3 separate regions of the Mus musculus genome follow, and all the other regions are linked to region 1. The links are chromatin contacts, called in public ChIA-PET maps. All regions are on one chromosome and are shown on one strand. Each heading gives the region's core, a stretch centred on a gene start, on an enhancer-like site or on the middle of the called end of the contact. The rest is flanking DNA. Distances are from core to core; before and after follow the strand shown. Region 1 overlaps Nin (ninein). Region 2 overlaps Trim9 (tripartite motif-containing 9). Region 3 overlaps Pygl (liver glycogen phosphorylase).

What was found. ChIA-PET counts read pairs in DNA pulled down with a chosen protein or histone mark.
Region 2: a contact with region 1 is called in an RNA polymerase II ChIA-PET map of memory CD8 T cells, with 15 read pairs. The contact joins two enhancer-like sites. A contact is called at or near these places in 2 of 484 Hi-C or Micro-C datasets (both in embryonic stem cells), 2 of 115 datasets of contacts at active chromatin or transcription factors (embryonic stem cells and memory CD8 T cells) and 1 of 9 other capture datasets (adipose tissue).
Region 3: an RNA polymerase II ChIA-PET map of memory CD8 T cells shows a contact between it and region 1, with 63 read pairs. The contact joins two enhancer-like sites. A contact is called at or near these places in 2 of 39 promoter capture datasets (embryonic stem cells and stem cell-derived epiblast-like cells), 8 of 484 Hi-C or Micro-C datasets (the AML12 cell line, adipose-derived mesenchymal stem cells, cortical neurons and 5 more), 4 of 115 datasets of contacts at active chromatin or transcription factors (effector CD8 T cells, embryonic stem cells, memory CD8 T cells and 1 more) and 3 of 9 other capture datasets (adipose tissue, embryonic stem cells and liver).

Annotation. Positions count from the first base shown.
Region 1 is chr12:70,073,816-70,076,696 of GRCm38.p6, forward strand. All of the region lies in intron 3 of Nin (ninein), which reads right to left. Among named protein-coding and RNA genes, the nearest start is that of Nin, 28 kb to the right of the region's middle. Within about 2 kb of position 1,391, at least 44 of the 459 cell types and tissues checked have an H3K27ac peak or open chromatin away from gene starts, as enhancers often do. A contact at or near this core is called in effector CD8 T cells and memory CD8 T cells, where this site is marked.
Region 2 is chr12:70,256,526-70,259,406 of GRCm38.p6, forward strand. The region is part of intron 8 of Trim9 (tripartite motif-containing 9); the gene reads right to left. Among named protein-coding and RNA genes, the nearest start is that of Gm38467, 26 kb to the left of the region's middle. Within about 2 kb of position 1,491, at least 11 of the 459 cell types and tissues checked have an H3K27ac peak or open chromatin away from gene starts, as enhancers often do. A contact at or near this core is called in memory CD8 T cells, where this site is marked.
Region 3 is chr12:70,217,915-70,220,795 of GRCm38.p6, forward strand. It overlaps Pygl (liver glycogen phosphorylase), which reads right to left. Exons shown (of 20, transcript NM_133198.2): 3 at 1,675-1,753. Among named protein-coding and RNA genes, the nearest start is that of Pygl, 8.3 kb to the right of the region's middle. Within about 2 kb of position 1,422, at least 73 of the 459 cell types and tissues checked have an H3K27ac peak or open chromatin away from gene starts, as enhancers often do. A contact at or near this core is called in effector CD8 T cells and memory CD8 T cells, where this site is marked.

The sequences.
Region 1 (2,881 bases), core at 141-2,640:
AAAAGACATTGTGAACTATACCACCCCAGAGTCTGGAAATATCAGCCTTCCGGCAGAAGTGAGAGGCTGCAGCAACCTCCCCTTCGATTGGATAACCCCAGAGGGGAGAGATGGTTCTTACGTTATCTTTCCAGTTACAGTTTGCTCATTTTGTCCTGAGAGGCTGAGATCCTAACGGGGGCAGCTTTGATAGGTGAGCGCGACACGGTTCCATACTGCCTGTAACCCATGCCTCCACGGGACCTCAGTAAAACCAGGATTTGACGCAACCTGGAGCTAAAATTAGTTTCCCATTAGGGAACACAGCCAGACCACCCTCGTTCAACTCCTGATAACAGGTTTTGATTTTTTTATTGTCTCCATCGAGAAACTCTGAAACCACTTTGGGGAAGGGAAAGTCAGACCTGTTGAAAACAGGAGAAAGAGCGGACCTACAACGCTGGCAAAGTGTCCCTATCTTGCAAACCTAAGAAGGCTCCATGCTCCCTCCTCCATGACTTCTCCTTTGATATCACTCCATGATGGAGTATGACCCCAGAGAAGATTCTCAACACCTCCAAAGACATGGAAGATCAGATTCTCAGGTGAGAAGAAAGGAGACAGAGGGGCTGGAGAGATGGCTCAGCAGTTAAGAGCACTGACTGCTCTTCCAGAGGACCTGAGTTCAATTCCCAGCAACCACATGGTGCCTCACAACCATCTGTAATGGGATCTGATGTTACAATGTACTCACATACATGAAATACATAAATAAATCTTAAAAAGAAAGAAAGAAAGAAAGAGAGAGAGAGAGAGAGAGAGAGAGAAAGAAAAGAAAAGAAAAGAAAAGAAAAGAAAAGAAAAGAAAAGAAAAGAAAAGAAAAGAAAAGAAAAGAAAAGAAAGAGAGGAGACAGGAATGAATGCACCAGAGTACAGATTTGAGATTCAGACTCCCTAGTCAGGCAGGGAGAAGAATAGGAGGGTACCCTCGCCTCCTCACCCCTCAGAGGCATGAATCAGTCTATAGAAAGGGTGATGACTCCAGGACAAGCCTCTTGGACAGGTAGCTGAGGCTAGAGCTACTATGTAGACATAAGACTGATATGCTCATAAAACCACACCACAGGACCGTCCGCCCGCCCAGGGGAAGGCTGCTGGTGAGAGCGAGACCTTGGGCAGGGTCGCAGCTGCCCAGGAACATCCAAAACCTGAAGAGAGAGCTGCTTTGAAAAGTGACAGGATTGGGGACTGAGTGGAAGATCACTTTTAGCTTTGGGTTCAGCTACAGTACTAAAAACCAAAAATGGCAGGACCGACTCAGCTTATTTTGGGGGCAGGAAGTAGCTGTGACACAATCTCAAGAGGCAAGGCAAAGGCGTGTCATCTGGTAGCCCTGTGGGTGCTTTGGTGTGGGATGCAGCAGACTATGATAGTGGGGAGAGTCTCTGGGAGCAGACACCAGAGACAGGACCCTGCCCAGCCAGGCCTCTGCCTACAGCTCTTTTAGAGGGTGGTGGACAGGGCAGATTCTGACTGTGGTGTTCAAAGGTCCTGTCTGAGGTTTCTGGTGCATCTGCAGGAAGCTGCAGCACACTGAGAGTGAGGTGATCTCTCTGTAACATCCTTTACCATCAGCAAGGTTTCTCCTGCCTCAGGCTTCACCTCATGTTTGCTTATACACAAAGCCAAAGGCTCATTTTTAAACATAGTAACCCCAGTAGAGTAAAGAAGCTACCCAGCAAGTCGGTAACTGAGCTAACAGGGGACAAGAAATACATCGCCAGGACGGGCTGACTCTGCTCAGAGGCTCTCTGGGTATCTATCCCTGGAGTGTAAGTAGATACTATTGTGTCAAAAATAAACAATTATTGCGTTTCTTGGCACCACGTAATAATATCTTGAGACCAGTTCAAGAGATAAGAAACTAGACTTAAAAAGGGTCTTTGAATAATTAGGCTTACCTCCTAAAGCGTTCTGACTCCTTTTTAAGATGTATATCCCAATTAAATTTCATATCGCCCAGATTCACGACGAAACAGATTTTACATCATAACAGGACACCCTCTCCAACAACAAGGAAAAACACGGTGCTATGAATATTCAATGACATAACATATGTAGATCCTTGCCCTCCTAAAACTGTCTGTGTAATGTGGCTTTGCATGTAAGTTGTGTGTTTTCCGAGGCAAAGGTCCCAGTATGAATGTTGCAAAGGGACCAAGAAAGGAAGGAACCACTGACCTGAGCATGGGGTAGCCAGCATCCCTGCCCTAGGCTAACCTGCCTGGGACACCAGGAGGCCCCGGGCCACACTCGCCTTCTCCATATTTAGTGGCCACATGCCACCCCTATTATTCTTACTCCATTTTGTAAGCTCTCTGTCTCTCTTCTAGTTACTTTTCTTTTCCTTATATTTCTGCCACTGAACCATGGTTTCTAGGGAACAGATTACCATTTGATTTTTCTTTTCTTTTTTGAGAGGTAAAGGTATTGAGGGGGAGAGAGGGAGAGAAAAAGAGATGGAGAGGGAGAGAGAGAGAATGAATGTGTTTCCCCCTTTACTTCTCAGTATTTACTGGCAGTTCTATTTCCTGTGGGGAATCTTCCCCACACCTGGGTTGTCCTTGTTTTCTTTAGGTCTGCAGGCTGTTGAGGACAGATGTTTGATTGCTAAGGACATCCTTGGGAGCAAGTCTCCTATAGATTTTAGTAACAGGGATGCTAGGCAACCATGAATACACATACTCACACAAACGCATGCACAAACACATGTGCACGCGCGCGCGCACGCACACACACACACACACACACACACACACACACACACACACACAGTCAGCCTGCAGTCTGCAGACTCGTCCAGAAAGCGGAGGTGCGTTGTCTCTTTTCCAGCTCATATTC
Region 2 (2,881 bases), core at 241-2,740, 180 kb after region 1:
TTCCTATTTAAACTTTATATAGTTTGGGTGATGTGGCATTTATGGTCATTTCTTTGCTCAGATACAGTAAATTAAAAAATATTATTCTTCACATCTATTTACTTGTGTGTGTGCAAGTGCACACATGTATGGATATTAGGGACTATCCTGCCAATTCTAGGGACTGAACTCAGATTGTTACAGTTGGTGGGAGGACCCTATATCAGCTGAGCTGTCTCATTGGCCCCCCACATTACTTACTTAAAAGGAAACTAACCTCTTAGCTTAATGAAAAGACTTGAAACATAACCACAGAGCGTCAGCAGACACAAGCTCTTTTGAGTTTGAGAAGACATTTGCCACTGTATTTATGTCAGAAAACTATTTTCAATTCACAAGAGTTTGCTTCAAAAGGTCTCTCTCACCAGATGGGACAATCAAGGCATTGCATAGCAGTTACATCATGCCTTAAACATTAAGGAAAGGTGATGTTTGGGATGCATAGAATCTCCAAACAGTGATCTGAACACCCATGGAAGGATGAGCTCTATACCCATAATTTGAGGATCAGATCAAAACCTATCTGAGGAGCACTCGCCCTTTCTATTTTTAGGTGAGGCTGAGTATAGCCATGAATATTCCTGGGATTAGTAATTGGGCAGTGATACAGGTTTTTTCCCCCCTAGTTTTATGTGGATTGATTGATTGCCTACCCATACACCATTTTTTTTTAACTCTTGAACTCGCCCTCTACTCTTCCATCTCTGTGTCTGACCTGTGACCTTTCATGCCCAACCCGATGGGATCTCACCCCATTTCTTCCCAAGCAAAATGAAGCAAAACAAACCATACAAAATCAAGCCTACCTTGCTATGAGAACTTTCCAAACAAATTAGGGGAGGGAGAAAAGACAATTTCCACCCAATTCCAATCAGACTAACAGGCGATCCTCCCTCCAGGACTCTCCCAGGGGCCCTCGGTGTGTTTGGTCAGTCGTCTACAGGACATTTAGACTGTTTAATCATGATTTTACACTGTAGTAGTCTTGGTGCTTAGATACTTAGAAATGTCTGAGGCGGAGCCATCAAGCTCCCTCTGAAGTCCCCTGGAGGACCAGTCTCCAGCCAGCACCTTGTGTTTGGAGTTATTGATTTTATGGCGTGGGTATAACTTATTTTGGGTTCCTCTCACCAGGTACTACCGAGGGCCAACTGAAACAGACCACTAGTCTTGCAAGCATTTGATGTCAGTCATCAAACCCCATTAAATTGTTCCAACTCTGAGCTAGATAGATATTCATAACCACATTTTAGCATATGGATCGTCTTTCTGGTCCTGCTCCTCTGGACAAGTTCATGTTGAGACTGAGAACAGTATTATCATCTCCTGGCTTAGCCAAAGCATCTTTAATTCACATCGAACACAAATACAACGACCGCAGTGTGCATTCTGTGTTTATACTGTGGAGTGCAGGAAGGAAGCAGAGCCCACTTCCTCACCTTCTCTCTCAGACACAACGATTGATCTCAACCATTGGCCATCAGAGAAGGCTCCTCGGCTGTTAACTATCGACAAGACAAGGAAGAGTGAGGCTCTTGGTTGTGATTTCTGGGACACAGGATAGGAAGCTAACGTTTGTGGTAATGATTGCCATCTTTATCGGACAACCACTAGAGAAAGACAGGGGGCATCCTAGGACATTGCTACTGCCTCATCATGGGCACCTGTTGTCCTGCCTGGCTGAACTTGATGGAATAAGAGCAGTTTAGTGGGAAAGACCTGCAGAAAGCTGTCCACATGGTGGCAGGCGGAGATTGCACTCACTTGGGGGAGGCAGTGTATGTGTGTGTTTCTGTGTGTGCATGTGCACAGGCCGGAGGACAACTACAGATATTCCTCAGGCACCCAGGCACTATTGACCTTGCATTTTTGAAACAAGGTCTTTCATTCACTTGGAGTTTGCTGTCCATTAGGCTACTCTAGCCAGCCCGAGAGAGTTCTACTTGTCCTGCCTCTCTCCCCAGTGCTGGTATTTCATGCACTGTCACCAAGCTTTTTTTTTTTTCCCCTTTCCTCTTTAAACTTGGGTTCAGGATCGAATCAGGTACTTATAGGGTAAGCACTTTACTGACTGAGTCATCTCCTTAGTCCTACTCAGATTGGTAAGTCCAGGATGAGAACTGCATTCCAACGCAAATGTGTCCCTCGAACTGTCCATCCGCTGTCAGGACTGATAGTTTCCTCTTATTCTTCCCTGCGCTTCTTTCCCTTCCCACTGGGTTCTAGATTGGAGACTCAGCTGATGGTAGGGGGCTCTGCTCTAAGGAAACAATTAAGATCTACCAAACCAAAGATCTACTGGGGACCACGTAAGCTCTTCTCTGACTCCTGGGATCGAGAAGGAAGGATCCTGGTGCTATGCCCTATTTGTATTTATCTCTTTTATTTTTTCATTGTTTGACATTTAATGAACAAATATCATGTGCTACAGAGTGCATAAGAATTTAGTAGTTGAGAGGCATGAAGCCGGCAGGGGAACTGACTATAAGAAAATAATCAAGAGAAAATGTGTCAATTATTATTAATAAGTTTTATACTTCTGGGGACAGTGTTTCTATTCTAACATGACTTTTTATTATTTGAAAACTTAAGCATTAAGTATTAGATGATGTAGAATAATTTGTACAGGTAAATTATTCCATTTTTAAAAAGTGTTTGTGTGTATTGTTGTATACAACATGTGAAAATGCCCACAGAGGCTAGAAAAGGGCATTTGGACCCCATGAAACCAGAGTTACAGGTCATTGTGAGCAGCCTAAAATGGGTTCTCAGAACTGAACTAGGGTCCTCTGCAAGGGCAGCAAGTGCTTTTAAGCACCAGGCCACCTCTCCAGCCTGATAC
Region 3 (2,881 bases), core at 172-2,671, 140 kb after region 1:
GGAGGCTAGGTCATCTGAGAATTACCCAGCCTCGCCTGCCACTCTATTTTCTGGCCTTCCCCAAGAAACAGCAAAGGAGCAAGGTCATGAACGCCAGGTCCAGAGCAGAGTGAACACTGCTAGCCAATACTGAAGAGTCTGGGTTTCACAGAAGAGCAAAGAAGATCAATTCTTGTTCTTAGGTAGGCTTTCCACCAATGCTGCCATCCTCTCGATAGCCCAGGGAAGCCTGGGAAATCCTCAGAAGAGCGCGTCATGGGACGATGGCGAACAGCCTACCTGAAGAACTTACATACCTTACTACTAATAGGGGCACTAAAGCACACAGCCGCCGATGTAGAAAGGCTTTGATGAAATGAAACAGATGTAAGTGACTTTCTAGTAACTTGAGAGCAATGCTTATATATATATATATATATATATATATATATATATATATATATATATATAAGCATCCCCTTTGATGGCTCCCTTTAATCCTACTGCTCCTCTTTAGGAGCCACCAGGATCACTTAACACTTAAACTCTAATTTAGTATTAAACTCTAATTTAGTATTATACTCAATCCATACTCTCCCCTGTGTCTCCCTATATACATAACTCGTAGAAAATTCACCTTTTCTAAGAATATAAATAGCATCGCGTTGCATGGGTTTTATTGGGTTTGTTTTGAGCTTGGTGATCCACACAGCAAGTCTGTCTATTTCAGCATCCTTCTTTAAGGTTAGGCTGCTTTTAATGGGGTTTTAGAAACGGCACCGTGACATGGCGTTCCTGTGGTTTCTCCTGTCGTCTTGCGCACACGCTGCATTGGGTGTTTGCTTTGGAGAAACTCTCCTGAGCACTGGAGATGCTTGGTTATAGGTTAGAATGTTTAATAATCAGGTCAACTTGACAGGATCCAGAAGAGCTCAGGAGACGCATCTCTGGGGATGCCTGTGTGGGATTCTTTGAGTTAATGGAGGTGGAAAAATCACCCTGAATGTGGAGGGTACCACCTCATGGTCTGGGGCCCTCAACTGTGTAAACATTGAAAGCTGGTTGATCATCTACTCTCCTCTGCTTCCTGGCTGTCGATGCACATGACCAGCTCCCGCTACCATGATTTCCACACTGTGCCTTGGAACTCTGAGCAACAACAGAGCCTTCCTTCCTTAAACTGCTCTTGCTGGGTGACTTGTCACAGCATGTAGAGCTAGTATTATACTTTAAGTACTTTCTTCTCTGTTCGCTGGAAAGCCATTATTCAAGTAAAGCCAAGAACTCAGTTTGTCTGAATGTGAAGAGGTATATTAATGACATCACTGCCTGCCAGTCAACCACAATATCAAACTGAAGCCTGCAAGGTAAGAGTAGGGCTTATGGGAGTCGACCAGCCATAAACAAACAGCAGTGATGTAAACGGGTGGCTGTGGAAACCCTTAAGTGAACAGGAAGGAAATGGCTAGCTTTGGGGTTTTAAGCAATGTCTGAAAAGGCTTTGAGCAACACCTCTTTTCTATGTGGCCTGTGATCAGACCACAGGGCAAAGTCAAGAGCAAATGCGTCTACAGTAGGGACATGCTTTCTCCTTCTTCTAAGAAAGCCACTTGGCTCTTCTAAGCACGGTTGTGTATGGCACCCAAAAGGGCATAGATCACCCAGACAAAGTAACCTGCTCCCGCTGTCGCTTACCAGCAAGCCTCCCAAGACCGCCATTGCCAAGGCCGGCATCTTCTTCAATTTCTTCTAACTCTTCCATGTCCAATCCAAGCTGAGGAGAGAGGACAATACTGGATGTGGATACGCACTCAGGCTGTTCCAGAGACAATTCCACTTACTGAGGCACTGGCCAGCTACCAGGGTCATCTCTGTGCTTGATTTGGCCTTGGTTCCCCTGAAGCGGTTCTGGCATTGCATATAAATTGCAGAAGCTAGCAATCATTGGTGCCAGTGGTACAAGATGGAATAGCCAGGCACAGAGAAGCACGAGTCTTTGGGGTCCATTATGGACCATGCCACTTCCTTGACACTGACCCTTAGTCAGGTTGCTAAACCTCCCTTGTAAAAACGTGGAGGCTGGGGCTGGTGAGATGGCTCAGCGGGTAAGAGCACTGACCACTTTTCTGAAGGTCCTGAGTTCAAATCCTAGCAACCACATGGTGGCTTGCAACCACATGGTGGCTCACAGCCATCTTTAATGAGCTCTGACACCCTAGACAGCTACAGTGTACTTATTTATAATAATAAATAAATCTTTTAAAATAATGTGGAGGCTGAAAATACCTACTTAATTTAGGGTTGTGAGTCAAATGAGATTATATGAACAAAGCAACAGCATTAGTTTTGGGCAGAGTCCTATGTTAGCTATTATTTAATCTTAAAAAAAAAGTATGGGGTCATCGAGGTGACTCTCGGTAAGTGAACTTTCTGTTAAACCTGATGACCTAGTTTAATTCCCAAGACAAACATGACAGAAATAGAGAATAGGCTCTCATGTATTGTCCCTCTGATCTCCACATGTGTGCTGATGTGTTTCAGCACTAATGTGTTCATGCTATACATGCAAACACACACACACACACACACACACACACACACACACACACACAGTGTGACTCTTAAATTAAAAGTATATCATGAGATTAAAACTTTAGAAACAGTGCAGTTTCAAGCTGACGGTAACTAGACTGAGTGGCAAGATGGTCAGAAGGTGCAAGGTCAGACTTCTCAGGACAGATTTGAGTTCATCTTCGCAAATCCAGTGTGTTGTCTCTAGTAGAGTCAAAAGCTGATAACCCCAAACCAGGTAGTGATCCATGCCTGTGAGCCCTGATGCTTGGCACCAGCAGGAGGCTCACTGAATGGGGACAGAATCCCCCTACTTTTCCCTAGGATGTTT